Linked DNA regions of Mus musculus: regions 2 and 3 are each linked to region 1. Evidence: chromatin contacts called from public Hi-C and HiChIP or PLAC-seq data. All regions are on one chromosome and are shown on one strand. Each heading gives the region's core, a stretch centred on a gene start, on an enhancer-like site or on the middle of the called end of the contact. The rest is flanking DNA. Distances are from core to core; before and after follow the strand shown. Region 1 overlaps Dscam (DS cell adhesion molecule). Region 2 has its middle 85 kb from the start of Bace2. Region 3 has its middle 71 kb from the start of Dscam.

Region 1 (4,083 bases), core at 877-3,376:
GTGTGTGGGGGGGCACCTCAGATTTGTTCTTCCTGAATACCCAGCCATTTAATACAAGGTAAACAGGAAAGGACAGGAACAGGAAGGAAAAGAGAAGCTGCTGTCACAGGCCAATGGTGATGCAGTTGGTGCAAAGTCAGGCAGGAAGGAAGCGGCCACAGCTGAGCGGGGATAAGGAGGTGGGAACATGGCTGCTTAGGTGTTTAGAAAGCAGGGATGACAAAGATGGAAGAAATGTTGAAAGTGTTTCTCTCTGCTACATCCATGCCCACCAGTGGGCTAGCCTGGAAAACAAGAGAAATTAGGCCACCTTTGACACGTCTGTGCCACCCTAGCCTTCCTGATCCTCCTGTGTCTCCAAGTTACCAGGGCTTTGTAATGCATATGCTGTGAGCCACACCCACTGACTCCTCTTGGAGCAGACTGCCCCAGTCAGTGTCTGTGATAGCAAGGAATGGGGGCATAAGAAAGAGAATGTAGTCTGCTCCTCCCCCAACTCACTTCAGTATCTGCTACTTCTGTACCTCTGTTCATTTGCATATGTAAATTTATATTTATATATGCACATATATAGTACATTATGTATCATATAGATTACCTTGAAGATCTTTCCAGAACTTTGGCAATTCTACCTTACTATCCTTTTTAACCACTATGAGTATGAGCTTACTAATTAACTCAATACCCCTAAATTTCATTCTACTCTTTCTGAAGTGTCAGAAAGAGTATTTTGAGTTATATTTTTATATAGCTAAATCTATGAATTTACTTAGGACAGAGCCTTTGGAGAGGACCCACTGGGTTGAAGTATAGGGAGTACTTACAACTAAAAATAATCACACAAGTGGTTCCCCAGGAATGTTTCGCCAGTTTATATGCCATAAGACATGTTTATTTCCCTCTACCCCCCACCAAGATTACGTATTCTCAAATATCTTTAGAATTTTCTAGTCTCCTGGATGGAAATAGCATGCTTTAATTGACATCAATGCAGTTGACTTCTAACTGGGCTTTGTCCAGAAATGGAGGAAGATGAGTTGCTTTCTTTGTATTTTCAGAAAATTGACACTTTCACAACATCAAATCATCTGTTCTTAGAACATGTGGCATATTTCCATTTAGCCTAGTCTTTGATTTTGTCCTGGGGAATAGTTGAGAGTGTCTTTTAAGTGTACATTATACATTGATAGCTGTTGCAAGCAGGTTATTTAATGTTATGGCTAATGGAGGATCTTGCATAGTTAGATTGTGACACAGCCCAGATTTTCCCACACTTCATGCAACAGTACTCCCAGGGAAATAGCATCATCCTGGTGTGACCCTGGAAAGCCAGACTGTAAGCACCATGGACACCCCGGGCTATGCAGTAGAAAACACAGGGCTGAGGCTACAGTGGCCAGTGTGGCTTTCCAAAGTCCTCCCCTCTGGTGCCTCTTGTCACTGCCCTGGGCTCTTTGTCTCCTGCCTCTTCCTCTCACTCCCCTCACAGGAGTCTTTGAAACAGGCTGTTCCTCCAAGTGCAGATCAGCTCCTGAGCAGGCTGCTTCAGTCAGCCATGTTGTCAGGATTTCCATTGGTCCTCAGGTATTTCTGTGCCTGAACTTTCACATCCTATCACGGAGCATCAGGCCCTCTCACCCATGGGATTCGTCCTGAGGTAGTCCACTACAATGACCTTGTTTCCAAATAACGGCAAAGTCAGAGAACTTAAAAATATGTTAGGCAGAGAATGTTTTAGCTGTACCTTCATACCAGCCATCTTAAGCCACCACCCCTCCTTCAGCTCTCTCAGATAAAAGCTGCCAATGCAGTTCTTCAAGGGGCCATTGTCCCCAGGCTGTTCTCTGGGGTCCCATCTGCAGCTCCTGCTGGTGGCTCTAACACAGAGAATGGAGGGCATAGCAGAGCCCTGCCAGGAGTCTAATTCCTCTCTGACCTACATCTGAACTAAGAGAAATTGAGAGCTTGAAAGTCACCCTATTTCCCCTTCTAATTTCGTTAATGCTATTTGAGCGTTCCAGTTTCTAAAACGTTATATATTCATTTCCAGGATCATCACATAACACTCTAGACTGAGAACTTAGATTCTTACTCCAGTCTCCTGACTTTTCAACACTGCTGTGCAAGCCATCTTGAGGAACCATCATGCGGGGGTGCGGCTGTCAGTGCGAGGTGGCAGGCACAGCCTAGACAGGTTCTTTATGTGGCGTTACCAGGCGACATCTGATTAGCAGAGCCATCTGCTCTTTTAATTATTATTGGCTCAGTTCAGACAGAAGTAGCAAGGGATAAAGAAAGCAAACTGAGGAAATAGTTTGGAGTAAAAAAGAAAAAAATCAAGCATGCTTTTCAAATCTTCTTTTGAACATTCTGCAGTCTCTATTGAAGACCTAACCCAGCTGCACAGCAAAAACTTGAGTGTCTAATGAAAGAATAATTAGCATCAAAATCCTAAAATGTGTTTGCTTTCAGGTAATAGAGTGAGATTATTCCAGGAGAGGGGCAAAGCACTTTTCATGGTCTGTACATGAGGAAATAATCACGTTGGAATCTAAAATGATATGTCATAGCTTTTTCTCTTTTTACCATACATGTATATGTGTATGTGGAATATGTGTGCCTATTTGCATGTAGTGGTCATACACTTATGCTGGTGTATGTGTATGTGTGCACATATGTGTGGAGCCTCCAGGTTGATGCCAACTGTCTTCTTGATCACTGTACAGTGTGTTTTGTTTTGCTTTGTTGTTTTGTTTTGTGAGACAAGATCTCTCACTGAACCTGATGCTTGTGGATTCTGGCTACTGAAGCTAGCCAGCCTGCCCTGGGATTCCCTATCTCTGCCTTCTGAGTACTAGAATAACAGGCAGCTAGCACATCTGCTTGGTGTGGGTTCTGGAGATCCAAACTTTAGTCCTCATGCTTTTCTGGCAAACTCTTCACTACTGAGCTGTTCCCTCATTTAAGAAAGCATTCTGAATATGGATATGATGACAGACTTCCTCATATGAGTATCGATTTAACAAGTACTCTTGGAGGATATAATGATGAGTCATTGTGAGTAATGGAGATGAGAGGTTGAACAGTATGCAATGTTGTCTTGTTATTCTACATGAAGGAGAGGGACATCGAGCCAATATCATATTCGTGAACAACATACATTCCCATCAAGATATGATAAAGCTCAGCCTGGGTAAAATGAGGCCATGGGTATAGAGAATGTGGGCAACACTGCTAAAAACTTAAATCTAGGAGCTGAGACTAGAAATGTACTAAAAGAGGTATCAAGAGAGAGAATGGGACTCAAAGTTCTGAGAGGGTTCAAGCCTGATAGGGGAGAAAGGAATAGAGGTGAGTCTACAGAGTTGTGATCACAGTATGAATCTTAATAGGCAGCACATATGACCTGGTGTGGTGGGACTGTATCCTGACACCTAGGGGTGGCCTAGTGCGGTGGGATTCCATAACAACATCTAAGAGATGTCAACATTGTGTCTTTATGACTGTATCAGTCTTGAATGCTGAGTGAAAAATGGGCTGGAGATGCAGGTCTGACACTGAGTTTCCTTAGACATGCATCATGCAGTGTAGAGCAGGCATGCATGCAGACAGATCAATGGCTAGTCTGCAGGTAGGAAGAGAGAGCCTTGCTATTGGCTATATGATGAGGGCTGCATAATGTCTAACTTTCAGGACTCCTTGATGTATGTCACATGTTTGGATACTAAGCATCCTTGGCCGGACAGCTGAAGCAACATGACAGTGGCATCAAAGAAAGTTCCCGCATTCCCACCATGATCCCACTGTGCAGTTGCAAAGACTTCTGAAGACAGATGCTGGGATAAAATTCTACGGAGTAAATGTCTTAAGCCACAGTGACATAATACTTATGTTACAGTTTTGGATGCAGATATCCAAGGTGTCTGATAAATCATTTTTTGTTTAACATCCCTTTCTAGCTTTCAGGTAACTGCTCCCTTGACATGTCTTCTCACCACACAGAGAGGATGGACTTTCTTTACCTCCTCTTTACACGAGGCACCAGCCCCATTATATGGCCTTACTCACATTATTAATTAATTC
Region 2 (4,083 bases), core at 475-2,974, 430 kb before region 1:
ACTGTCCTTCAGTGTCAAAAACCAGGAAGATTTGAGGACATAAAAATTTTACTTTTCTAAAGGGCAGGGCTTTCCAGTCCTTTGTTAGAAAGTGTGAATATTTCTGGTCAATTAATATAGTCATTATGGAGACCTCTATGGAGCCTCTTCAGTAAAATAGAAATAGATTCTCTGTATAACCCAGCGTTTCCACCCCTGGAAATATATCCAGGGGAAATGTAATCCGTCTGTGGAAGAGACACCTGTAAATCTATGATTATTGCTGCACTACCCACAACAGCCAGATTGCTTATTAACATGGGTGAATAACTAAACAAGTGGATAAAGAAATTGTGACTTTAGTGGAATACTATTTAGATTAGACATAGAAAGAATACAGCCCTGTCATTTGTGGCAAGATGGATGAAACTGGAAGGCATTGTGTTAAATAAAATAAGCCAGATGCAGAAAAAAAAAAGTGCTGTCTGCATTCTATATGCAACTTTGCCTTAGTGGTCAGAGGACCTGAGTTCAAATCCCCAGCACCCATGGAAATTATGGCAATTTTTTAAAGTCCAGCACATAAAATGTGAAAACAGAGAATCGTTGGAGTAATCCTGGCTAGCTAGACCAACTCTGGGCATGAGTGGAAAAACTGCCTCAAAATAAAATGTGATGAAGGGCATTGTTTGCTCTTGCAGAGGATCCGAGTTTGATTCCCAACACCTACATCAGGACGTTCACAGCACCTACGTCAGGAGTTCACAGCTACCTGTAACTCCAGCTCCAGGAGATCTGATGCCTGGGGCCTCCACTGGCATTGCAGGCATGTGCTCAACCCCCATACACACATACTCATAACTAAAAATAAAATATGTCTTAAACAAAAAGTGAAGAGTGATTGAGGAAGACACCTGATGCGCTCATGATGTGCATACACAGGTGCATGTGCACACATATGCACCTGTGCCCATATACACATGTTCCTGCACATATGTGAACATGTATGCTGTACACACTGCACCTATAAAATAGAATACAATTAAAACAAAAAAGAAAAGTCAAATTTTATAAATGGAGACAGGATTTGATCAGTGCCCACTGTAGCCCTGAGCAGGGACATCACACTGTAACATGCTATTAAAAAGGAAGGAAGGAAAAAAAAAAAAACAAAAAAAAACAAAAGAAAAAAAAAACGATTTAAAGAGCCGAGCAGGGTGGCGCACGCCTTTAATCCCAGCACTTGGGAGGCAGAGGCAGGCGGATTTCTGAGTTCGAGGCCAGCCTGGTCTACAAAGTGAGTTCCAGGACAGCCAGGGCTACACAGAGAAACCCTGTCTCGAAAAAACAAAAAAGGGGGGTGGGGAGAGAGGGAGGGAGGGAGGGAGGGAGGGAGGGAGGGAGAGAGAGAGAGAGAGAGAGAGAGAGAGAGAGAGAGAGAGAGAGAGAGAGAGAGAGAGAGAGAGAGAAACTTGAAGAGGAATTCCTGCAGTCAACATCACAGAATACTATCCACCCACCCACCTTACAATTCCCTGTTCTGTGTATATTTCAGAACCACAGAGATTTAGATGCCATGTGAAAGAGAGGAACCAGATGTGAAATATCCTGGCAGAGAGGGCTGTCTGGGCCACCTTTTGCTTTCGATAAGAGAGGAAATAGGGTGGACTATGAAGGATCAGGAAGCCGCTGATGGCCAGGTGTACCCTGCATTTCAGGAAACAACCAGCAGGTGGCGGAGAAGCATGGCTCCCTCCTGTGTCTGCAGAGAAGAGCAGAGCTGCGCAGCTGCAGGGGCTGCAGAGCTGTGCAGGGGAGCCTGGCTCGGGAGCCCAAGCAAGAAATGACCCGTGGGAGCTCCCGTCTTTCTTCTGTGCTCTTGAAGCCAACTTGTCCTGAACGCTGGCTTTCTGCCAAACCTCGTTCAGCTACGTGCAAGTGCACTCCTGGACTACGGGGGTTCCTAAGCCTCTCCCACCTTCCAGCTGACCTGTTTATTCCAGAACAGGTTCTTTCTGCTCACTTCCCTGATATGCAGAGTCCATCTTCCTTCTACCTTCATTAAAAATTCAAAATCAAACATTATAAAATAATGCCACTGCCTTCGGGAGGGTGCCTGCTGTGGCTTTTCTATTTATTTATTTTTCTTTCCTTTACACCTGATTTGTGAGATTGTTATAAAAAGGGCTCTGAGCCAGACCAACGACATCAAATAAATGCTAGCATGGGTAATCAAAATGCCTGAGTTCCCGAGGCACCCAGAGGTGCTGTCCTAGTTAGGGGTCTGTTAGGCACTCTTCAGGACGTTGTCACCCATGCTGGACAGCAGAACAATTGGCTGTGTTGTTACATCCTCAGATTGTCTCTAATTTTGTACATTCTGGGATTGCCCTGTCAGAAAGGATTCAGTCATTGTGCTTTGTTAGGGGCACGAGATGACACCAATATGATTTCCAACCCTAGTCTCACCTCTCCCTGCAAGTCTGCCCTACCCCTTCCTGTCACCTAATTAGCATGTACCCGCTCGAGAGGGGTTGGCGCCAGACTCGGGCTTACACCTGCGCTGATGTTGTTTATGATTATGACAACGGCACACCGGAAACCGGCGCCATCTTAGAGTTGGCTTCCTACGTGTGTGTGTGTGTGTGTGTGTGTGTGTGTGTGTGTGTGTGTGTAGGATAGTAGAACTTAGAACATTGCATGTACTAGGCAAGTGCTCTACCACCAAGCCACACCCTACTGGCCAGTGTTTGTCTCTCTCTGTCTGGCTTGCTGTCGTCTTTCATCTGATTGCACAAATTGCAACATTTCCTTTTTCTTATGGATGGGACTATTCCATCAGTGTAATACATAAAGTACATTTCATGTTTTCTCTTTTATTTCATATGTGTATGCATATATGTATAAGTGTGTGTAAGTGTGTATGCATATGTCTGTGTGTGTGTATGTGTGTGTATGTTTGTGTGTGTATTTGTGTGGTTGTGTGTGCATGTGTGACCCGTGGTACATATGTGAAAGTCAGGTGACAACTTGTAGGAACTGGTGTTCTCCTTTCTCCATGTGAGTCCTGTGGCTCAAACAGTTCAGTGGGATTAGCCACAAGCACCACTACCTACTGAGATATTTCACTGGCCCCTATTTTCTTTATCAACTCTTCTGCTAACAAACACCCAGGCAGCTCCTACACTTGGTCCATCCTGCAGCTGCTTTGATGCCAGTAGGAGTAGGTTGCAAATATTGGTGTGTAGTACATGTTATGTATAAACCCAGCAGTGGGATTTGCTGAGTCACACCACAGGTTGTTTTTAAAGTATGAAGAAACTATTCTGTTTCCTGCAGAGACCACAGCACTTTAAATACCCGTAAAGTGTAAAGGTTCTAATTTTTCCACCTCACCGTCTATTCTTACCTTTTATCTCCTTGGCAACAGCATCCGGAGGTGTGGGATGGTATCTGGTGGTCTGAATGAGAAACGTCCCCACAGGTTCAGGTGTTTGAATGCTTTGTCCCCAGTTGGTGAAGCTGTTTGGGGAGGTTATGGAACCTTTAGGATGTTCAGGCTTGCTGGAGGAAGTGTGTCACGGGGAGCCACCTTTAGTGGTGCTCCACTTCCTGTTCTCTCTGTCTGCTTCCTGTATGGGATGAAAATGTCATCAGCCAGTGTCTTGTTCCTGCTTCCAAGCTCTCCTTGTCTGTTGCCAGGCCTTTCTCGCCATGATGGAATTTTATATTTATAAACATTTTCTCCCATTCTGTGGGTCACCTAACACTTCGTGGTTGTCAGTTTCCCCTGTGGAAACTTATTAGTTGAATGATGTCTAAGTGTTTGGGTTTTTTTTGTTTTGTTTTTGTTTTTGCTTTTTAATTTTCATGGCTGGAGAGTGGCCCAGCCAATAAAATACTTGTCCTGCAAGCATGAGGACCCGAGTTCAGGTCCCTAGGACCCATGTAAACCCAAGCATGGCAGCTTATCTCTATAACCCCAGCAATGGGGAAGTGGAGATACGAGCCCCCCACCCCCCGGGCTCATCGGCAGGAAGCCTAGTGGAATTGATGAGTTCCAAGTTCAGTGAGAGACCTTGTCCCGAAGAGTGACTTGTAGGT
Region 3 (4,083 bases), core at 620-3,119, 400 kb before region 1:
TCCTTCCATACTCACCCTCTACCTGTAATGTTTGACAGTGTGCCCCACAGTATATGTATAGTTCTTTACTTGTAAATGTTCATTGCAATGAGTCATTGATCTGGTCTGAGGCCTCTGACTCCTGCTACACTATCAATACTAGATCCTCATCGGGACTCCTCTAGGATAAGGATATCCTGTTGTTGCCCTGTGTCATGGAGATTCTGCAGCTTTGGATCTGTAGGACTGGCCCCTTCATGCATTCCCACCATTCAAAGATGGGGTAGATGTTGGGCTGGGCCAATTCAAAGTCCTGGATTTTGGCCTGGGTGGTAGCTGAGTTGATCAGTCTGCCAGCTCTCCCATACCCACATCACTAGGCTGAACTGTCTAGTCCTGCCCCAGCTAACTCACTTAATGCAAAAGCTAGCAAGGAGCAGAGCTATCTCTCTTGCTCTCATGCCCTTGGGGGTGGCTTACCTGTACCCACACCAGCAGGATTCAGCTTGTTGTGTTGTCCAGGTAAGGGGCAGGGCATACTCTCCCAAGTGCTGAAACTGGTGAGAGGCCAGGCCAGCTTTCCCACATGCCATACACAGGGAGGGCATCTCTCCCTTGCCCACACCATTGCATGGCAGACAAGTGCCAGGGTCATGTCTCTGACCCTGGAGCCAACTCTCTAGCCTGCTACAGGAGGTAAGAGGCAAGGGGTGGGGAAGGGGTGAGGGATCCATCCATATGCCTGATTTTATTTTCAATGCTAAAACAACACCTGAGACTCAGTAATTAAATAGGGATAGAAATTTATTTTCTCAGAGTTATGGAGATTGAGAAGTCCAAGTTATAAGGACATTGGCAAAAGTCCTCTTTCTGTCACATCTCATGATAGATGGGGACAAGGTCAAGAGGGCAGGTGAAGAAACCCACTCTCACAATATTCTTTCATAGAGAGATACCAGCTCCTTATGACCTATACACTCCCCACTGTAGAGATGGTCTCCATGCCACAAGGCGTTGGAGGAAGTTAAATTAGACACTTGATTAATGCTGTGCCTAGGGAGCAGAGATATTTGATTATGGTAGGCAGAGGTGTGAATTCACCATTTTTTTCTCACTAACTTAAGGGGGGAAGGGTTAATTTTGACCCAGGAATTTGAGTGTCAGTTCCAGCATAGTGGAGAAGTCATGGCAGCAAGAACATGAGGCACCTGGTCACACTGTATCTGTAGTTAGGAGACACACACACACACACACACACACACACAGAGAGAGAGAGAGAGAGAGAGAGAGAGAGAGAGAGAGGGAGGGAGAGAGGGAGAGAGAGAGCACAGAGGGAGAGAGAGAGTTGACATACAGAGAGAGAGAACACAGAGAGATGACACAGAGACAAACATAGACACACGGAGAGAGAGAGATCAAGAGAGACAGAGATAACACACAGAGATGACACATAGAGAGAGACAGAGAGGAAGAGAAAGGACACAGAGATAGGGAAAGGGAGAGAGAGAGAGAGAGAGAGAGAGAGAGAGAGAAAGAGAGAGAGGACATACACAGAGAGATAACACAGAGAAAGATGACACAGAGAGAGATTGAGAGAGACAGCAATAACACACACACAGAGATGACACAGACATATATATGTCTTTTTGCTCTCTTCTTTGTATGAAGTCCATACCCCAGCCCCTTGGACAGTGTCACCCACATTTAGGGTGTGTCTTCCCATCTCATTGACCCCAGTCTATAAACTCCATCACAGACATGCACAGAGGTTTGTCTCCAAGTGAATCTAGATCTTGTCAAGTTGCCAATCAATATTAACCATGGCAGGATGTAACTGAAGGAGATGTGGAAAGAGGAAGGATATGGGCTAACCAAGTTATTTAGGTTTTACTGTGAGCACAAAAGAGTCTGAACCCACAGCCCAGGAAAGCAAGTGTCTGAGAGGAGATGGTGGGGTACAGATTCAAGACACAAGTGGAGACACCATGCTCAGCCTCCAAGGGAAGCCCCTCATGACTGTGGTCTCTTCCAGCCTCTCTGATTGTGAAAGAAAATGAGATTTTGTATCTTGTGATTCATGTAAAAGAGTTGTCTATGAGCCCCCAACCTGGGGCTGAGAACAAAGCAGAACAGACAGGGCTGTTGTTAAGACATTCCTAAGAACAGCTTGATTGTACAAGCAGGGCTATCTTGTCTGGGTCAACAACACCTGGCCGGAACCTCCCCTCTGTCTACTGCCCCTTGATACCAGGTAAAGTCATACATCAACTGGTTGCTATGTGAATAAAGATAAGCCCCCAGCCCACAGGAACAAAGTCCTGATGCCCTGTAATCTTTCTGTTAATGTTTGAATAAGCCAATAGTGTGTCGCTATGCTGAATTCCACACCCCTAAACCCCTTACCCCATAAAAACCCCTAGCTTTCGAGCCTCGTGGCTGACATCCATTATCTCCTATTATCTCCTATGTGGAATGCATGTCGGTCCGGAGCTCTGTAATTAAACGTCCTCATGTATTTACATCAAGATGGTAGTCTGTTTGTGATTCTTGGGTGCACGCCAAATCAGGAGTTGAGTGGGGGTTTCCCCCTCTAGGTTCTATCAATTGAAGCCGTCACTCACACATGAGAGAGGTATAGAGACAGTGATGTCACATGGACCTGTCACACAATAATTTTCCATCTTCATTCCCCTTGAATATGTACACTGTAGTACAATGGCTACATCATGTGGTAGTTCTATTTTTTTTTACAAAAATAAACATTTAAAATATTTATTTATTTTATTTCATGTGTGTGATTCTTTTGCTTGTATGTGTATTCTATATGTGCCTGATGCCTGTTGGTGCTATTTTTTTAAAAGGTATTTTATTCAGTTTTTATACCTCTATCTCTTTCCAACCCTCCAGCACTAGATAGGAGATAAAGAAGGTTTGAGGGAAAAGGGGGAATAGATCTTTATAGACTACTTCCTGGTGATTAGGGGCATAGGTAACTTGAGGCAAGTCCAATCTCTGTAGTCAGAATATCCAGCAACCCAGCAATCCAGCAATAGCAAATGCAGCAGGAACCAGCAGCAACACAGACCAGCAGCAGTAGGAACCAGCTGCAGTGACCACAGGCCACGAATCTTTCCCATTCATACCCTATCCAGAGTCCCCAGAATTAAACTATCTGCAGCTGGTAAAAAGCCACACCCCTGCTAATGCAGGAGGCAAAACATAATCACCTGCTGTGAAGCAGCCTCTAACCGCACACATGGGATTAAAACAAAAACATATAACTGTGTTTTGAAAGAAACCAACCTAATGCTTGATCAGTGGATCAACGGGAGAGGAAGTGTACAAGTACACAGCGGAGTGCTGGTACAGATGCATCTGCACTGTGCTAAGTGAAATGAGCCATCACAGGAAAGATAAATGCTTCGTGATCTCACTCACAGGGGAAGTAGACTCTCCAGGAGGTGGAAGTAGAATAGGGCTCTGCAGAGGCTGCATGGTGCAGGAGAAAAGGATGTGGGAAGGGGCTGGGTCATGGGCACCTTGTTCCAGTTAGGCAGGAGCACGAGGCGTCCACTGCATGGAAGGGGATGAGGAACAGCATAGAACACACGTGGGAAGCCTGTGCAGATTTGAAGATCCCCATTACGAATAGCTCTAATTTTATTATTTTATATAACCCTAATTTTATTTTTATATAGTGTTACATTTTTGAAAACACTACAATAGACCCCATGCTACCATATGCTCATGCATACATACTTCATATGTGCAATATTATGTGTACATCAAAAGCGAAAGAAAATGCTTCTAAAAACACACGCGCAAGCCAAACAGCTGCTGTCCATAGAGCTCACACCCACCTCGAGCTTGTTATCTGGCTGTGTCTGGCCCCACTCCTGGTAGGTGTGGTCTATTGGCATCAAGTGGTTAAAACGCTGGTGGTTCCTCAGTGTCCCAGCATGCACAGGGAAGCCATAAAGCATTATCCTGCCTAGGCTTGAAACTGGGAAACTCTGATGAAGTTAGCTGCAGTTCAATGCTATATACACTTGGCAAAGAAAGCAAGAATAGAAGACCCAGAGAATTCCCTCCCTGATTTTCCTT

Evidence for each region. A called contact is a pair of places that touch in the nucleus more often than the background predicts. HiChIP or PLAC-seq counts read pairs in DNA pulled down with a chosen protein or histone mark.
Region 2: a Hi-C map of cerebral cortex shows a contact between it and region 1, with 4 times the contacts expected there. The contact joins two enhancer-like sites. A contact is called at or near these places in 3 of 15 datasets of contacts at CTCF or cohesin (embryonic stem cells, pro-B cells and stem cell-derived epiblast-like cells), 49 of 484 Hi-C or Micro-C datasets (the N1E-115 cell line, Sertoli cells, bone marrow-derived macrophages and 29 more) and 8 of 115 datasets of contacts at active chromatin or transcription factors (astrocytes, bone marrow-derived macrophages, embryonic basal ganglia and 5 more).
Region 3: an H3K4me3 HiChIP or PLAC-seq map of bone marrow-derived macrophages shows a contact between it and region 1, with 5 times the contacts expected there. The contact joins two enhancer-like sites. A contact is called at or near these places in 1 of 484 Hi-C or Micro-C datasets (bone marrow-derived macrophages) and 2 of 115 datasets of contacts at active chromatin or transcription factors (bone marrow-derived macrophages and embryonic basal ganglia).

What each region holds. Positions count from the first base shown.
Region 1 is chr16:96,841,979-96,846,061 of GRCm38.p6, reverse strand. The region is part of intron 3 of Dscam (DS cell adhesion molecule); the gene reads left to right. Among named protein-coding and RNA genes, the nearest start is that of Gm32432, 38 kb to the left of the region's middle. RefSeq lists an enhancer at 1-462. Within about 2 kb of position 2,126, at least 33 of the 459 cell types and tissues checked have an H3K27ac peak or open chromatin away from gene starts, as enhancers often do. A contact at or near this core is called in bone marrow-derived macrophages, brain, cerebral cortex and 1 more, where this site is marked.
Region 2 is chr16:97,270,107-97,274,189 of GRCm38.p6, reverse strand. No RefSeq gene overlaps it. Among named protein-coding and RNA genes, the nearest start is that of Bace2, 85 kb to the left of the region's middle. Within about 2 kb of position 1,724, at least 38 of the 459 cell types and tissues checked have an H3K27ac peak or open chromatin away from gene starts, as enhancers often do. A contact at or near this core is called in bone marrow-derived macrophages, brain, cerebral cortex and 1 more, where this site is marked.
Region 3 is chr16:97,239,622-97,243,704 of GRCm38.p6, reverse strand. No RefSeq gene overlaps it. Among named protein-coding and RNA genes, the nearest start is that of Dscam, 71 kb to the right of the region's middle. Within about 2 kb of position 1,869, at least 30 of the 459 cell types and tissues checked have an H3K27ac peak or open chromatin away from gene starts, as enhancers often do. A contact at or near this core is called in bone marrow-derived macrophages, where this site is marked.